Linked DNA regions of Mus musculus: region 1 is linked to region 2. A link is a contact called in public HiChIP or PLAC-seq data. All regions are on one chromosome and are shown on one strand. The core of a region is the stretch at or near the end of the contact, and the rest is flanking DNA. Distances in the headings are between cores, read along the strand shown.

The links. HiChIP or PLAC-seq counts read pairs in DNA pulled down with a chosen protein or histone mark.
Region 1: a contact with region 2 is called in a BATF HiChIP or PLAC-seq map of CD8 T cells, with 9 read pairs. The contact joins two enhancer-like sites. A contact is called at or near these places in 7 of 39 promoter capture datasets (the C10 cell line, the HPC-7 cell line, cranial neural crest and 4 more), 1 of 15 datasets of contacts at CTCF or cohesin (CD8 T cells), 7 of 484 Hi-C or Micro-C datasets (CD4 T cells, LSK cells, Th1 cells and 4 more) and 6 of 115 datasets of contacts at active chromatin or transcription factors (CD8 T cells, embryonic stem cells, epiblast stem cells and 3 more).

The regions. Positions count from the first base shown.
Region 1 is chr3:93,579,773-93,582,989 of GRCm38.p6, reverse strand. No RefSeq gene overlaps it. Among named protein-coding and RNA genes, the nearest start is that of Gm40093, 16 kb to the left of the region's middle. Within about 2 kb of position 1,764, at least 36 of the 459 cell types and tissues checked have an H3K27ac peak or open chromatin away from gene starts, as enhancers often do. A contact at or near this core is called in CD8 T cells and regulatory T cells, where this site is marked.
Region 2 is chr3:93,504,449-93,507,801 of GRCm38.p6, reverse strand. No RefSeq gene overlaps it. Among named protein-coding and RNA genes, the nearest start is that of S100a11, 14 kb to the left of the region's middle. Within about 2 kb of position 1,606, at least 161 of the 459 cell types and tissues checked have an H3K27ac peak or open chromatin away from gene starts, as enhancers often do. A contact at or near this core is called in CD8 T cells and regulatory T cells, where this site is marked.

The DNA.
Region 1 (3,217 bases), core at 515-3,014, 75 kb before region 2:
GGGAGGCATGGCATACACACTGTCAGGAAGATGCAGGGCATACCTGTGCATTGAGGAAGGTCAGAATAAAGCCTGAAGCTGTACTCATAAGAACCTAATCCTTATCAGATTACATAAGTTTCTAGAAGTGAAATCATACTTAGGTGGCAGCAGGGACTGTTGACCTCCAAGGCTTTCCTTACACACTTTAGAGCTTTTGCAAAGCAGATACCCTGCAGAAATGTATTATCCTGCATCCTAGTGGGGCTCTATTTCCCATTCTCAGCAGAGGCAAGTACATGGAAGGAAGGAACTGGACAAAACTGAGTGAGCATAATGATTGTATGTAGGGTTTCTCATTCTTCTCGCCCTCTCTCCTGACCCCCACCCCCAACCCCCACTGTCTGACTGGCAGTCAGCACTGGAAGGAGAGCTGTCAGACCCAAACTGCTCTGTTGGTACTCAATGGTTGCCTTAACTAGGATGTAGCCTGACTCTTCTGTTGCCAAAGCATAGAAGAGTTTGTTAGTAAACTTTGGGAACACATTGCTCAGTTATCAAAACTATCTTTCGATCAGTTCAAAATTATGCTATCTTGACAGTGATGACTCTTCAAAGACAACATGGCTTATGCTCTTTTTGTTGAAAGCTGTTTTATACTTTCTCTAGTTGGAGGTCTGTGTTCACAGAGTGACTCAGGTGGGGACTGGAAGGAAGTGGGCCACAGTATCCCATGGCCCTCTGAACCACGTCTTTCTGTTCAGCTACTATGCTATTTGTAATTTGTTTGAGTATGGGAGTGGGTCTTTACATTCACATAAAACACTTCTGGGGCCTGAAATGTGTCAGGCCTTGTTTACAAAGCTTTACACTGTATCTGGAAATGTAGTAGCTTTCTCTAGTGCTGTGATGAGCATCAGAGATGGTTGGAACTCTGAAATTTAAACAGTATGGGTAGAAGCAGACAATCAAAAGCCAGAAGATCTATGCATTTCAGAAAGGAACGGGATGCTCTTAGATCAGATAAATAGAGCACAGAACCGGAACCAGGGCTTCCGAATGTCTTCTCTCATCAGTACTGAGGGTAAAACCCAGAGCTGTGCACACTTTCTGCCTTCACTTCCTGGTACTACTGCACCACTAAGTTAGGCACCCAGCCCAGGGGTGGTACTTAAGCAGGAGACTGAGATTTGAATCAGTCAGATGATGGCTAGTAGGTAGTGTTCTAGGAAACTGTGTGCAAAGACCTCAAGGAAGGAGAACGTGAGGAAGCTGAAAGAAGTTCTGTGAACCATTGGCTAGAGTGCAAACTGGCAAACACAGGGATGATGTTGAAAAGACTTTGAAACCTCCTGATAAAAGGACTATTAAACTATATCCAGGAACCTGTCTCAGGATGGAGGATCGCAAAAGGAAAAACTGAGACAAGGCTTTAAATTATTTGCTTATCAACTAACTTGCTTATTTATACGTATGTCTTTATTTTAGACAAGGTTTCACTATGTTTTGTAGTCTGTCCTTGAATTCCTGGATCAAACGATCCTCCTGCTTCAACCTCAAAAGCAGCAGAAACAACAAGACTGTGACATTTGCCTGGCTTTAGTGGTTTATTTGAAAAGTAATTCTCAAAAAAAAAAAAAATACAATAATGAAGAGTCAGAGAAATGAGACAGGAAAAGAAGAAAGCCCATAAACGCTGTGTTAACAATTGCCTCTCAGTACCTTCAGCCAGTTGGTGGCTGTGTAGGACAGGCCTCTAAGCAATGGTGCTCAGCTGGGGAACAGGGTGTGGATTTCACACACTCTTCCCTATTGGTTGCTCCCGGGACCTTCACTCCCTGCCACTATTAGCCTGCCTTGAGCTCCTGAGAGAATGCTTCAGGCACAGAAAGCCACTGTGGAGCAGTGGGCAGGTGATAGCTTGTGCAGCCTCTCCTGGAAGACTGGCTTTGTCCTGAGGACATGTTGCAACATATTCAAGAATGTATTTCAGAAACTTTAGCTTGGCCCAGTGAGCAAGATAGATTTGGGATGGGATGAAACAAAGTAGGAAGATGAATTAAGAGTTGTTATGTTAGAATTTCCTTTCCGTTTAAGCCTGCACGAATATTCCTAAACCCTGAAGTCAGCTTTCCCACCTATCTAGAGAAGTAGGGTGTGAACGCATGGAGTATATCTATGATGGGTGTGAGAGGCCTGTCCAAGAGGACTGTCATTATGCTAATGTTGAGACGGGTAGCCCTGGTCCATTCAGGAGCAGGTTCAAGGTGGAAAGAAAAGAAGGCCCATGTATTGTCATTGAGAAAGATAACATAGAAGGAAGAAAAGGAGGCGGTAACAGGGAGACTGAGAACAAAACCAAGAGAAATGAGGAAAAGCAGCAGCTTAGGATGTCAAGGGACAGGACTGGAGAGATGGTTCAGCAGTTTAGATCACTGACTGCTGTTCTGAAGATCCTGAGTTCAAATCCCAGCAACCACATGGTGGCTCACAGCCATCCATAACAAGATCCGACACCCTCTTCTGGTGTGCCTAAAGACAGCTACAGTGTATTTACATATATAAAATAAATAAATCTTTTATATAAAAAAAGAAATGTCAAGGGACTCAAGGAAGAGTGTTTTAAAACAGGGAGTGACTAACAAGAAGGGGGGAGTCAGATTAGTTAAAAACAAAAACTAAAATTTAAAAACCACCTGTTGAAGGGTGCTTTATGGAAGCCTGGGCTTTACTGGACTGGAGTGAGTACAATCGCAGATCTGAAGGAAGTGAGAAAGAGGAGGTGAGGAAAATAGAGAAAATGAAAGTCAATTTTTTCCAGAATTGAGTGGGCTCTGAATCTGGTGGGCTGCTTTTTCCTTTAATGCGAGAGAGGCTTAAATATAAGCATTGGTGGGAATGAGCTGAGTGACCTGGTGCAGGGATTGGTAGAGAGATCTAGAAAGAGTAGACAGGGACAATTTCTTAGAAGGCCAACAGGAGGTGAGAGCCAGTGCACATAGGAGGACTACCCTTAGACAGGGTGTGAGGTGCTTGGCCATTTTACTAGGAGAAGAGCAGACAGGGAAGAGTGTGGGTTCTGTGTCTTACAGAACTCTGGGGTGGATACTGTTTATCTATACTTGCACGTCATAAAGTGGGGCCCAGAAACGTAGGGTAACTAACCCAGAGTCACACAGGAGAACCTGGGTCTGAGCCCAAATCAACACATGCTTGCCTGCAAGTGTCCTCAAAACTC
Region 2 (3,353 bases), core at 357-2,856:
ACATCAGTGCACATAACCTCCTTCTTCACTTCTTCCTTTTTGTTTTCTTAAAACAAGATTTCTGAATGCAGCCCAGGTTGGCCTTTAACACTATATCCTCCTGTCTTTACTCCCATGAGCTAAGATTACAGGCAGGCACCTCCATGCCTGGATCTTATTTTTCTTAACAACTAAGTTGACTTTAATTATATAGATACACATCACCTGTTTAATGGTGTTATTTTTAATTTTTCTCCCCCCAAAATGGTCCAGAATATTTGCATACCTGGACATTGCTGAGGAAAACCTCCCAGAAGGAACACCAATGGTTTCCAGGATATGAACATTTTTGAAATTTGAGATTATACAAAATTGTTCCTCAAGGGTTAAAACTTTGGGGGAAGCAAACAAGGCCCTTCTTAGGTTTGTAAGCCAGCATGTCTGGTTGAAAAGCCAGGCATGTAACAATAGATGTCTCTGTTTAGGCATGCTTGTTTCAGCCTTGAGAAGACACTTGTGGAACAAGGGGCCCTTGGATGCCATTTGAGGCGTTGCCTCCCTCAGCCTCCCTCCCGAATTTCCCAGCCAGCCTCAAAACTCTCAGTGTCTCACCTGGGTAGAAATAAGGTTACTTAGTCATCTGGTGATGCAGAAGCAAAGCAAAAGCCAACTAACAGGAATTACCTGTTTCTTAGGCCCTGGTTGCTGGAACGGTTTGCCATTTCCCAGTTACATTTCTTAAAGATGTATTTTATGTTTGATTGCATAGTTGTTAGTGCCTCTCCTTGTGGTTTGGCGGGCGTGGCTTACTGGAAGAGAGAAAATCAAATACTGGTCTAGAACTAAGCAGTTTGAATTTTCAGTGTAAACTCTGGGCAGGTAGGAAGAGTGGAGCACACTTTTGATCCAGATTTCTGTGAGTTCAATGCTAGCCTGGTTTAGAGTTTCAGCAGGGCGCGCGCGCGCGCGCGAGACACACACACACACACACACACACACACACACACACACACACACACACACACCGAGCTGAAAAAGACTACAGTGCACATTTGAGAAAATTACATACTCAGTAAGTTTTTACTGCGGCTATTGGGTGCAGGGATCAGTGGATTAAGTTGCAAATGGGGTGCAGGTATCCTGAGACAGGGGACCCGTTAGGGCTCGCCCAGGTGGATAGTGGACTTGAGCCTAGTGGATGCTCCGCGCCACTGTTGAGAACCACTAAAGTGAGCTGGCTGCGGGGCAGGAAACTATGGGTTTTGTTTACGGAGTGGAAAAAAAAAAAAAATGCGCTTGATTCTGCTGTGTCCTGGTGCAAGGTCGAGGTATCTAAGCAACGACCAGGAAATGACTCAGAGACTTGCTGACTCAGCGCCATGGTCCCTTCACCTGCGGGCCGAATGGGTGTGGGTCTCTGAGCCGGGCCAGGTGCGCTGGTGCAGAGATCTCAGGGACCTGAGTCAGATTTAAAGATACTAGTCACACCTGCAGGCAATGGAAGCTTTAGGACCTTACCCACCCACAGCCCTACCCTCCCAGGCCTTTGGTTCTCATCCTCCGCTCCTCACCCCTCCCACCTCTACCCCTCCCTTGATGCTAAAGCTAGCGGCAACAAGGAAGTGTGGTTGTGGTGCCTCATCCCCCACCTGCCTTTACCGCAGAGGATTGAGAAGCTCAGGTCTGGTGGGCAGGGAGGGCGTGTTTTACCCGGGCCATTTTGCTTCCTACTTCCTCTACTAAAGAGGAACTTTTGAAAATTAAAGGAACCTACATACGTCAGCAAAATATAACCATCACCGCTGCTTCCCATTAGAATCCAGCAATGTCTCTCTCTCCCTATCTGTCGCAACACTTTTATATGTAACTTACAGAAGAAGGATCACTGATAATAACTTTATTTGGTGTGTGTAGAGGCACACCTGTAATCTCTTGGGAGAGTCACCGGAAGTTTCAGGACATAGCAAATTCCAGGTGAGAACTTCAAAAACCAAATGGAGCCAACCAGCCAACAAATCAACACTTCCCCAAACCATACATAAATTTGCTTATAGTTTGTGTATTTGAATTTGTGTGTCTAACTAGGTGTAATATATGTGATATATTTGAATATAATTAGCCATTGTGAAATCTCATGCATGAACCTGGAACAAATTCACCTCATAAATATCGAATCTGTAACAGGTTCTAGCTTATTATTTGCTTGTTTTGTTTGTTTGTTTTTCTTGCAGTTGCATTGAGAAAAAGCAATTTTTTTAAGTCTTTTTGATGGCTCCGGATTTCTGTAAAAAACTGGTAACTTCCTTCTTTGTTCCATAGTGCAAACCATTTATAAATATAAGTTCCAGTAACTAATCCTGGAAAAGGCTATTTTCTATGCATCTATTTATACTAGTTGCCTAGTTACAGTTGGCATCTGTCTGGTAAAAAATTACCTTGGGTCCATTCTGGTGCATGAACACATGAGATGAAAGGATAACAACATCTTTTTTTGAAAAATGAGATGGTTGGAGTTCTTTCATGACACAGTATTCCTGCTAAACTAATGAACACCATATCCTCTGTCACAATTGATACTTGAAAGTTCTTCTTTTAAAAAGCACAATGGCTACTGATATCTGACCTACCTGTAGTCTTTTCTCTAGAACAATCTCTCTTTCTCCACTCAGTGTTTGTCCTCTGGAGTGACAAATGAAGGAAGATGGGCATCCATTCACCCAGACAGAGCCTCCAAAAAGCCCTGAGGTGAAAATATCTCATGAAAAAGGAACTTCACTCTCCAGGGCACTGTCATATTCATAGTGCAAAACTTACATGGCCAGTTTCACCATTCGTGCCAAGATGTGCAATGCTTCTCTATACTCATCTCGTGACTCATTTGGTTTACAAAAATGTCTTCTTTGGTCAATGTTCTTTTTTGCCTTTATGTGAAGAAAATAAAATTCCGCATTCCCAAGTGTCTCCAGGGAAAACTAAAACTAACATTGTGCTAGAAATTAAAACACACACACACACACACACACACGCACACGCACACACACACACAAGCTGACTTTGGAAGCTAGAAGCTGACTTTGATGATTTGACCATCACCATGGCAACAGTGAAGGCTGATGTAAACGATGCTATGTGATGATTTGTTTCTCTCTTTCAGAATCTGTGTGATATCATCACTGATTTTTTTAAAATCTCCCTTTTCAGTAGATTTGAGTATATAATAATGTGATAATCTCTAGAGTAATAAATTAGGAAGGTGTTTTAAAACTAATTTAAACAATCGATTATTTTTTATACTGGTCATATATGTAGCTTTTGGCATCTGTTGTTTTATAAAATGTTACAGAACTACAATCCAAATCTACTTTACATGATCC